2 separate regions of the Danio rerio genome follow, and region 2 is linked to region 1. Evidence: chromatin contacts called from public Micro-C data. All regions are on one chromosome and are shown on one strand. Each heading gives the region's core, a stretch centred on a gene start, on an enhancer-like site or on the middle of the called end of the contact. The rest is flanking DNA. Distances are from core to core; before and after follow the strand shown. Region 1 holds the start of exoc3l2b (exocyst complex component 3-like 2b). Region 2 holds the start of LOC137487742.

What was found. A called contact is a pair of places that touch in the nucleus more often than the background predicts.
Region 2: a contact with region 1 is called in a Micro-C map of caudal fin, with 2.4 times the contacts expected there. The contact joins the promoter of LOC137487742 here to the promoter of exoc3l2b in region 1. A contact is called at or near these places in 4 of 18 Hi-C or Micro-C datasets (caudal fin, embryo and an unstated tissue).

What each region holds. Positions count from the first base shown.
Region 1 is chr15:22,653,113-22,658,826 of GRCz12tu, forward strand. It overlaps exoc3l2b (exocyst complex component 3-like 2b), which reads right to left and starts at 2,966. Exons shown (of 13, transcript XM_021472940.3): 1 at 2,793-2,966. The coding sequence starts at 2,938.
Region 2 is chr15:22,827,698-22,833,411 of GRCz12tu, forward strand. LOC137487742 reads left to right here and starts at 3,589. Exons shown (of 4, transcript XM_068218795.2): 1 at 3,589-3,855; 2 at 4,042-5,524; 3 at 5,614-5,714. The coding sequence starts at 3,652. plekhg2 (pleckstrin homology domain containing, family G (with RhoGef domain) member 2) reads left to right here. Exons shown (of 16, transcript XM_073923603.1): 14 at 43-141; 15 at 286-324; 16 at 513-1,649. The coding sequence ends at 529.

The DNA.
Region 1 (5,714 bases), core at 1,716-4,215:
TAAAAGATTGCAGAAAGATTGTTTTGCAATTTGATGCAGCCTATACATAATGTTATTATATCACTTTTTTGTAAATAATATTTGTAATACATATTGAGCCCCTCTGGAAGTTTGCAGAGGCCCCCTAGTGGACTTCTGTCCCCTGTTGAGAACAAATAGTGTAAAAGTCCAATAATATATTCACCTGTGAAGTGGACATTACTCAAATAAGAGCAGTGGTATAAAGTAACAAATTTCAAATACTCAAATGACTGTAATTAAGTAGTTTTTCTCAGATATTGTAATTTACTAAGTAGTCCAAAGTGTGTACTTTTATTTTTCCTCGAGTACATTATTAGTGTAGTATTGGTACTTTTACTCCACTACTTTCCTTCAACCTGCAGTCACTACTTTATTTTTCCTTGTCTATGGAGATTAGAAAAATCCGTCCTGTGATTTCTGTCCAATCAAATCGCGCATAGAAGGAAAATCGCATCATAATGAACAACCTCAAGACATGGACAGTGTTTATAATTGCAGCAAACTGTTTGGAAGCATTAAATGTGTTCAAAAAAATGTCCAAAATCTTTACACACGCATTGACCCAGAGACTGTTTAGATGCATGTTACAGATGAGAAGATGACAGACGAGTATGATGACATACATAATGATTTTTACAACAGATACTTTTACTATACTTGCACTACATTTTTAGGCAAGAAATAGTACCTTAACTTAAGAATGATTTTTCAGTACACTTTCCACCACTGGATGAGAGTGATGCTCTCAACTATGAAAAAAAAACAGATGCTTTAAAATGAGCACACACACACACACACACACACACACACACACACACACACACACACACACACACACACACACACACACACACACACACACAAAAATACACAGAACTGTGGTTGATCATTTTCAAATTTACATAATGTCAGGATAATGCAGTTTGTTTGTAGTGAAATATATGGATGTACATTTTAAAGTGTGACTTTACATTTTTAGTATTTGTTGACTGTATCAGTATCATTGTTGGTCCACTGTTAGGCATTATGTTAAGTTCATATAAACTGACCCTAATTGTAGTAGTTGCAGACTGTTGAGTAATGATGGAATTAGTAGATCTTTAGGCTAGGCTTAGGGAAAATCTAAATTTGGATTAGATTTCGTAGATCAAAAAAAGTTCTTGTAAAGTTTGTAATGGGGTTTGTAGGTCTCTTGGGGTTGGGGTCAGCATTAGTATAATATTAGATTGGGTTGGGTGGTTTTGGTTAGGTTAGTATTCTAGGTTAGGGTTGAAATTTTCTTGTAAAGTTATGTACAATTACCTGAATATATGATGGCATTAGAGTACGGTTAATAATTACAAGACTACTTTGCTGGTATTGGTATTTAATAGTCATGAAAGGGTTAAAAATAAGATCAGGTTAGAGTTAGAGTTTGTTTTGAGTTAGCAGAGTAAATTGGCATTTTTGTGTAAAGTTATTTATAGTCTGTATGTCTGATTAGATTTTAAAACTGATAGTGAAAGTACTTGTATAGTCTGGCTTAGGTTATGTGTATAGTTTAAAGATATGTACAATGCATGCATAGTTATTATAATTAGACTACACCGCTCCAGTATGTCAGTTATGTATAGGTTAAAAATAGCTCTTACATCTAGTGTTGTGTTTATATTTATGATTATGTTTATTTATGTAGCAGCGTGGTTCTGTTAGACGCTGCATTTTGTTCCACTGTATGTCCACACATGTAAAGGAATGACAATAAAGCTCAACTTGAATTGAGTTTAAAAAGGGTTAGGTTTAGCAGGGTTAGATGACGGATGAGTTTAGTTAGGGTAAGTAGAATAAGTAAAATTGTTTGCATGACTTATAGGTTATGTATATTTCTTGCCATGTCCATTCATCTTAGGTTTAATGCAAGATAGATATTATGATACAGTTATGTAATGTTGTAAGTACCAAAATACAGTAATGACAGTGCATAACATTCTATTTTGAGCTTTTCACATTCTTGGATTCTGAATTGTGCATTGTTATGGCAATACTATCAATTGCTATATAAATATAGTGGCCAAATGTATCAATAGCAGTCAAGTAGTACAAGTCACAGACCCTAGAACAATCCCAGTGTACAAGTCAGAATTACAAGATCTACAAGGAGGTGAATCCATCCTCAAGTTAATGAATAAAACAAGTATGGTACAAATGACATGGCATAATCAAATCTTCTATAGATTCTTAGAGGTTAGGAAGAATTTAAAACGTAAAGCAAATGTAAACAATGTACGTTTAAGGATCATCAAGTTAAAATGTATATAATAAGCAGACAGTCTACTAAAACTCCATGACTTCTAGTTGACAGGTGTTGCAAACCTATAGTCCACAGAATGACAAGCAGAATTATAATAAGAATCAATAATTGACACATTTAAATAAATGTTTATGATAGTTTATGAAAATGTATTTAGAAAAGACATATTTATATTTTAAGATTAAAACACCTTTCCAGTTTTAATTAAAAGTGTTCACACAAGTGTTTACATAATGTGCAGGCTCAAATAAGCATGGAGGTTGTGTATATCCTTGACCAATACAGCATCCCCTCAGCTCATCAAAACATCTGAATAACCTTCTTTGGCCATAATAAATAACAGAAGAACAGCTGAAAGTAAAACTTATGACATTAAAACCACCACTACTGAAGCACTTAACTGTCCTCCACATGTCACAACAGGCTTTCTAACCAGTCAAATGTTTGAAAGAACTGTCAAAGCAAAAAACATTCGCCTTACCTTGTTTGGCAGCAAAGCGATGGTAAATCCCTAAAAGTCTCAGAGCAGGGACATCCCAGTGTCCCAGCGACTTTATATCTGTGTGTGTTTTTGTGTTGGTTTGTCAGGCAGTAAGTGTCCGATTCAGAGAGCAACTGACCATACATGTGCTGTCGTCCAACTGAATGCGCGTCTGAAGCCCGGGACTAGCTGTGGTCACTTCCTGAGTTGTTTTGGAGCGCATAAGACGATGCTTTTTCCTCAGGAAGCCGGCCATCCCCTTTCCTTTCCACCAGCTCTGAGCTTCCCCCACCACCACTTGGGCCTCTGGGATCATGGGCAGTGGCACTATGACTCCTCTAATTACTCACAGAGGCGTGGATGTGATGCAGTGTTTTTCTGTTATAGACTGGCATGGACTGAATGTCATGCATCAAAGGAATTGACAACAAAACTGGCCTCATTGCATCCACTTGCTGGAGAAAGTCTTACCAGCAGTAGGAACCAAGAAGAAGAAGGTTTGTCATCATGCATAGTTTACTGTGTAAGTTTACTCACCCTCAGGTCATCCAGATGAGATGTTTTGCTGGAGTTGAACATTGATGAAGAATTTGTTTTAGCTAAAACCATGGTACTCATGGTTTTAAGTCAACGACTAATAGCATTTTGGTGGTCATATGCAGGCAAAACAAAATTAATACCAGTGGTTATGATCTTAAAGAGTTAGTTTACCAAATGGCTTCGTTCATTTTTGGAATACAAATTAAGACATTTTAAGTGAAATCCTAGAGCTCTTTACCCTACACAGACAGCAATGGTCACTAGACATTCAAAGTCCAGAAAAGGAATTTAAAACATTGTCAAAATATGAGACTTTAGTAGTTTAACTGTAATCATACGAAGCAAGAACACTTTTATGCACAGAATAAAACTGTAAATATGACTTTGTTTGCCCTTGTCTTCTGTCAGATCAGCGTGCATGTTTACCATGGGTAGGATGATTGCATGTTGCACTGCTGACTCTAATGGCAACACTTACCACGTAGCAAAACATCTCTGGCTCAGCTCTAGCACACACAATCAGCTTTTGCTTGGCCCACATGACGCAGTGAATTACGGTACATGACTTGACCAAGTCTGGCTTTCAGACAAGGCCCAAACATGGACCATAATGGGGCCAAGTATTAAATAAGTTAATAACCCATAACTGAGCCTGAAATGGCCCAGATACAGTATGTTGGTGTGTCATGACTGCAATGAAATTGAACCCATGAATCTTTGTGCTTTAGGCGTGCTTTTTCTCGAAGCGAAAATAATAAAATGTATTTTAAATGTGTGTCAATACAGGCCAAACTTAAATGGCCCACATATCAATTTCTCTGGTCCAGCTCTGACCCACTCAATCAGCTTTTGCTTGGCCTACATGCCGCAGTGAGTTACGGTACATGACTGGACCAAGTCTGGCTTTCAGACAGTGGCCAAACATGAACTGTATCTGTGCCAAGTCTTAGCCAAGTTAATAACTATTAACCCATGAATCATTGAACTTTTCTTGAAGCAAAAATAATAAAACGTATTATAACTGTGGGTCAAGATAGGCCAAACTTTCATGGCCTTCATATCAATTATTACCATATGGGCCACAATGTACACATGCTACAATGTACAACTGGCGCAAGCATTGTGTGCTGCCTTAAAGACGGTGCCACCTCTGTCAAACCAGGGCCATGCTGAACATGCCGTTTACGCCAAATCTGGGCAAGAATTCTTTGCTACCTGGATTCCACCTGCTCTTAGTTAACATGCACCCCTACCTGATGCAGGATAGGCAGTACTGTTGGTGAACACAGTTTTGGGGATTTTTCAATCACGCAAAAGTGATCCTTGGAGCTTTGTTTGATTACAGTTGAACGACTAATGTCAGATATAATGTTTCGACAAAGTTTTTGGCTCCGTTTCTGGACTTTTAGAACTTCTCTGGACCATTGCTGTCTAGGATGAGGCGCTCTCTATATCTGTCATCTAAAATATCTTAATTTGTGTTCCGAAAATGAGTAAAAGTTTCTGGGGATGGGGATAACATGAGAAGGTGTGATTAATAACAGAATTGTTGTTTTTGGGTAAACTAATCCTTTAATTTGATTGCAGCATTGATGGAAAATTACAACCAAAAGCCACATAATATTGTATTATATCAGTTGTTGTTGTTGTTGTTGTTGTTGTAAAAATAGCAATGAGCAGCAATAAACTTAATTCTTTCATCAATTTTCTACTATTTATTTTAGTCTTAAAGTGATTGTTCAGCCATAACTGAAAATTTTGTCATCATTTACTAACCCTTAACTTGTTCCAAACCTGCTTTCGTTCTTTTGGTAAAACACAGAGGAAAATATTTTAAAGAAAGCTGAAAATGTGTATGTATTGACTTCCATATTTGTTTTTTCTACTATTACATGTTATCAGCTTCTTCAAAATATCTTCTTCTGCTATATGTTTTTTTTTTTCCTTTTTGGGTTAACTATACCTTTAAGTCAGAGATGACCAAAATAGGGCCTGCGGGCCAAAGTTTGCTTATGGTAACCTATGATTTTCTAATTTAACCTTTTGTTTATTTGTTTGTTTAAATGTTGAGCCAAAAAAAAAACAAAACAAAAAAAATCTAAAACGAGATTTTTAAATATGTAAATGCTGTCGCTTGAAGATAGAGGTTAATACACAAGGCAGTGCAGCTTGACTTATGTGGCATTGAACATCGTGGTGTTAAAGTGTTTGTATGTTTTTATTATAAGTTCATTATAAAATGTAAAAAACAATATTAATACGAATAAAGTAATTTTTCTATTTATTGTTGAATAATAAAACATTAGAAAATTACCAAAGAAGCTTCATGGTGTATACCTTCAGCCCACCATTCTCAATCAAGTTTGGTTTTTGGCCCTTCAT
Region 2 (5,714 bases), core at 2,339-4,838, 180 kb after region 1:
AACAGAAATGATTTATTCACTCATGCAAGAATCTCTTAACAGAGCCACCAGAATTCATCTACACCCCTGAAAAAGCCAAGAAAAGCCTTCCCATGCTGTTAGAGGGTAACCTGCCATACAAACGTGGAAGAAGACAGTCCGGTGAATAAAATTCAACTCTATAAATTGGCATAAAATTAGTGTTTTGTGTTATATACTCAACTATATATACTTTGTACTTTTGTACTTTGATGCATTCTATTCCTAAAGATTAAAGTCTAAAATCTAATCTTTGTGTGCCTCAAGCGCCTGCCAAAGATATAGAAGCTGCATTTCAGCAAAGCGGTGAGTGTAAACTGAAATACTTTCACTTTCGATTATTTTGTTTTGTAGTGATGATGTTGCTTCAAAAGTGACTGAAAAAAAAGCATAATTGAAACAGATTTATTGTCTTTTAAAAAGAAATTAAATTCATGTTTGTTTCTGCTCTTCGTTTCCTGACCCGTCATGGCTTCACTCTTCATGGGATCCAGGTTCTTTAAAGGTGTGAGAGAATTGCATTTTTTTTCTAACACACAGTGCTCAGCATATATTATTACACCCCCCACATTTTAAATTCATATCTTTAATAGGAAACTATACAATATTATATTTGTGCATATGCATTAGTCAGTACTGAAGCCAAATCTGGAGCTTATCTAACCAAATAACTTACGTTAACTGTCTAAAAACTAGCACAACCAAATTTATATCATATATTTTTTATCAAATCAAGAGAAGCAAAAACATTTAAAGATTTAGTTGAATTTTTTTAGGTTGTAATTTTGTTTGCAATATTTAGCTTGAATTTATTTGTATTATCTTTCAATTTCTAAATATGTTTGGTGACTAAAATATTATTTCAATAAATATATCTGTTTAATAAATCTGTTTTGTTTAAATGCACCAAAATACATTGAATATATTCACTGAGAAATTGATAAACATTAATTTTCAAAATGTGCTGTGCTTAAGTTATGCTGAAGTCTGCAAATACATTATTCCTGCAACATAATGTAGTCTTGTAGCAACAAGGGTTTGTTAAATATCAGTAGCTATGTTTCCATCCAAAGATGTAGGACGATTAGGACGATTCTAAGGGCCTACGCATTTTAGGGGGCGCTCAGAGATATTATTAGGGGCCCACCACCGCACAACCAAAATCTTTTTTTTTTTTTTTTTTTTTTGCATAAATAAACCTCAATCCTGAACAAAACTATTAAATTGACTAGAAAATTATAGGATTTTAACTCTTAAATTGCCAAATTCATAAATGATGTCACTGATTTGGTGGAAAAACATACAAAATGACGTATTTCCAATATAAAAAGTTATTGTGGATTTAATTTTTTTTTACTTTTTGTCAAAGAATTGGACGTGTGAAACGACATTGCCTTTGATGCATTGTTTTTGATTGATTTTCATTTTTTTCTCCCTAATTTATTGTTGGTGGCTGTTTTTGCCTTATTGACTTCCATTATAAACACTTTGTTTTTATTAAAAAACCATGATGCCATATAATCATTAATTTTTTTATTGTTGGTGGTTTTCCCTCATGGGAAGAGTTAAAATTTGTAATTTTAACTGTTGATCATCAGTTGGTACCATTAATCTTTTAGATTGGCCTGTGCAAAAAAAAGGGGAAAAAAAGCTTAGTTTTTGGATTTTTTATTAAGTATTACAGCAAATAAAAGTGTGTGTATGTGTGTGAGAGTGACCTTTGCGCACTTACCTTGATGTGTCTGAGAAAATCAAAATATGCATTTCAGCTCTCAGAACTACATGAAGTGAATAAAAACAAAGACTGTGTATTTATGTACCATCAAAGGTGGTTATAATTGAAGTCAATAGACTGATTTCACGCGACCCCCATTTTTTAAAAGCGAAATCGAGGCTGCGGTGGGATGAAACCCGGTAGTATCGTTGGGAGTTACATGGAATGTTGTGTACCTGGCTGTATATGTTATCAGTGAAGAGAAAGTGACACAAACTTATTTTTCACCGCCTTCTAAGTGACCCGAAGGTCCGTTCTGAATCAATGGAGAAAATAAAAAGGGAGACCTCATTTTCAGCTATGGAAATGGCACTAGTTTGCTAACGTTTTCTTTCCCAAACACACATTTTAGATGACATTTATCAAACTCAGGTTAATGAACTGGTTCTTTCACTATATTAGACTTGTCATGATACTGAATTAAAAGAAAAAACGTCAATTTCCCACTAACATTTAAGGCACTGTTGATGGCTTTCTTAAAACAGCTGATTTGCCATTGTGTTCACATGCTCGACAGAAATGAATGTTTGGCTGAAAAGGTCATCAGTTCACCCTCCACTGTTTACCAAGTACAAACACCGACGAGCCATCTGAAGAGCGGTAAACTGATGAGTACTGGTAAATACTATTGTAAATCAGCGCTGTTTATGAACACGCTCAGTGGCGCTTGAATGTTAGTGGGAAATGGACATTTTTCACAACTTCAGTACCGGGACAACACTATTACAGACAACACGAGCGTGTGCTACACAGGACTGCATTGTTTTATCGCTCACTGGGTTACATAGATTAAAGCAGGAAAGCGTGATTTTTACCTGCTGGCATGAACTGAAGTCTAGGAGGACGCTTGAACATATTAATCTTACAGAGATTGATATGTTGTTTGATGCTAAATTGCTTTTAATTGTTTAAATTAAACTTACTGAATGTTATTAAAGTGAAGGTTACATCATTTCTGCATTTTGAAATGTCTGCAACAGCAGAAGGTTCATAGTCCACAGCATGTTACTGCAATGTGTTCAGTGCTGGTCCTATACTCCCGGGTTTTTTCCCACCGCAGCCTCTCTTTGGTTCTTTAAAATGGCGGTCGCGTAAAATAAGCGCATGGGGCAAAAACAGCCATCAACATTAAATTAGGAAGAAAAATTATAATATAACAATGCATAAAAACCAATGTTGTTACTAATCATTCACATGTCTAAGACTGAGATAAAAGGTTAAAAAAATCCAGTTCACAACAACTTTTGATATTGAAAATACATCATTTTGTGTGTGTTTTTTCCCCCCTGTAATTTTCTAAGCTATTTAGTAATTTAGTAGTAGGCCAGGACTGATGTTGATTAACAGATTTACTCAAAAAAATAATCAAATAAAAAATTATCTGATGCATTTTTACAGCAGTTTACTGTAACTCGGTAGATGTTTTCATCCCCAACATAATAAAAATAGACACAATGGACCATTCTTAACCCGTGTGTACTGTTTGAATTTACTAACTTTTTGTTATCACAAGATCCCCTTAAAAAGATGTCACATGGCTTTTTTATGTGTATGAGGGGATTTATTTAGTAAATGGGTTTCCATTGTAGTTTATTCACACTTTATCTTATCAGATATAGACTATTCAGTTGTGCATATACAATTTTTGTGAGCATATTCAAAGACTATGTTTTCATTAAGTATTTTTATGCGATGATCCAAAATGCCTATTAAAATAGGTGGATGGAAACATAGATAATATCACAGCCGTGTATGTTACTCAAGGGTCTACAGTGACCTTACTTTTATTATGAACACTTATTTTCATTTAGAGTTCTCAAGCTGGCAGTGAAGGGGAATTGTGCCCACAGGCTGATAGTATGGGCTCTTCAGGCAGTACTAGTACTCTGGCATCCTCAGTCATTGAAGTTGAATCTGGACGTGATGATCTCGCCTTGTGTCAAGATGAAGATGATATGACACCACTCCCTCCACCACCAACACTGTCTATTACTGAAGAAATCATGGAGTTCATTAACCAGAGCCGTGCTCGGCAGGGCATGACAGAGTTGATATCTGATAGGGTAAGTATAACACATTATGAAACGCATTATGAAACACATTATGAAACCTCAAACAACATCCAGAGACTGTAATTGCTTAAGTATTTCAGAACAATGTTTTTTTTTCTATCCGTATACTCATTTACAGCAGTGATTTTGTAGGTACCCATCTAAAATAAAGTGTTTTCATTTGTTTTACTTCTATAGTGTCAGTTGATTCCAGAGACCTTAGAAGTTCAGCCATTGGAAGCACAGGAGTCAGAGGAATCCAAACCACTTATAGCTGAGATGGATGAAAATACACATGCGATCATTAATGTCCACAGATCTGATGCAGAGAAAACTGAATCAGTCCAAGACGAGGACAGCCATCCTTCCTGTGAAGAAAATATTTCTCAACCAAATGAGCCGAAGGGAGTATCACCAACTCTGCATGTCTCTACTGAGGAAAATCAATTAGAAGAGCTGACATTCCAAGAGGCCAGTTGTGGTGAATCATGCAAATCAGAGACCTTAAGTGAAGGAGAGAAAGATAATGAGAACTCTGTTAGTAAAAGTGAAAATAAATCAGATAAATCTGCAAATGAGACAGCATGTGAGGCCAATTCACATTGTCCTCTTTTTGATACTTCAGAGAAAGCATCTGAAAGCTCTCCCAAAATAGAACCTGAGCAAAAACTGACCAAAAGTGACAAGCAGATTATTGAGAAGATTCGCAGCTATTATGAGGCAGCGGAGACAGGAGTTGAGGAAGGTCAGTCTACACGAAGAAACAGCTTTTCTCATATTCCTGCAGGATTAGTGAAGGATTCTGTAACACGATTCAATGTTTGTGTTCGTCAGGACAGTTTGTTTGAGTCTGAGAGTGGCCGCTCAGACACTGTTGACACTGACTCAGCATTTTTAATACTCCCTGTATCTGACCAAGCTGACCAGACTTTCAGCCATCAGGAATCTGTTGATGCAGACATTCCTCCCTCACATTCAGATGCTGACCATCAAGTGGAAGAAATTGACGGCAAGACCTCAATGAAAAAGGATGAAGATGTTTGTGATTTCAGTATGAAACTGTGGAAGGAGAATGAAAGGACTGGCCAAGAGTCTCCAAGCAGTCCGAAAGTCCCCATCTCAAGAGAGAACAGCTGTGGTGAACATACAGATGCTCCTGAGAAATTGTCCGTAAATTGCATAACAACCCAAGTACAGCATAAACAATCGGAGAGTTTACAATGTGATCCAGACGCACCAGACAAATCTAATCTGCAGGTCACAGAGACAGCACATGCATCACTTCAATGTGCTAGTAAAACTAGACCTAGGATGTCTTCTAATGGAAGCCTGGATAGCCTTCCCAGTCAGATTAAAGTTGGCAGATGGTCTCGTCATGGCAAGGTGGTTACATGTAGCCAAACCCTTTATGAAGGAATGGCCGAGGTACCAGATTTAGGATTTTTTGAGGGTGGACCAGTCAATCAGTGCTTGGTGGAAAACTCAGAAAAGATTTTAAATAAAGTGCAGATGCTTGCACGCATGTACACTGCCAAGGCAAGCAGCATGAAGGTACCGCTACATCAGAAAAAAACACGAGTGAGTAGGGGAGCATGGTCAGTGGATGGAAAAGGGAGCACTTCACCCAAACCCCAGCAAGTAAAGCTTCACCAGGGGGATATGAGGATAAGCCAGTCTGCAGGTGAGTTCTGAATTTAAACAAAGTTCATTACCTTGCTTGGAGGAAAAATATTTCAATGTTTTTTAATGCTGTCTTTGGTTTTGTTGCAGAAGAATCTTTGGAAACTACACCTACTGAGCCTTTTGGTCATATAATTTTAAGGGAGAAGCTATCTACAACTTATCACCAAGAAAATGATTGCAATCTTATT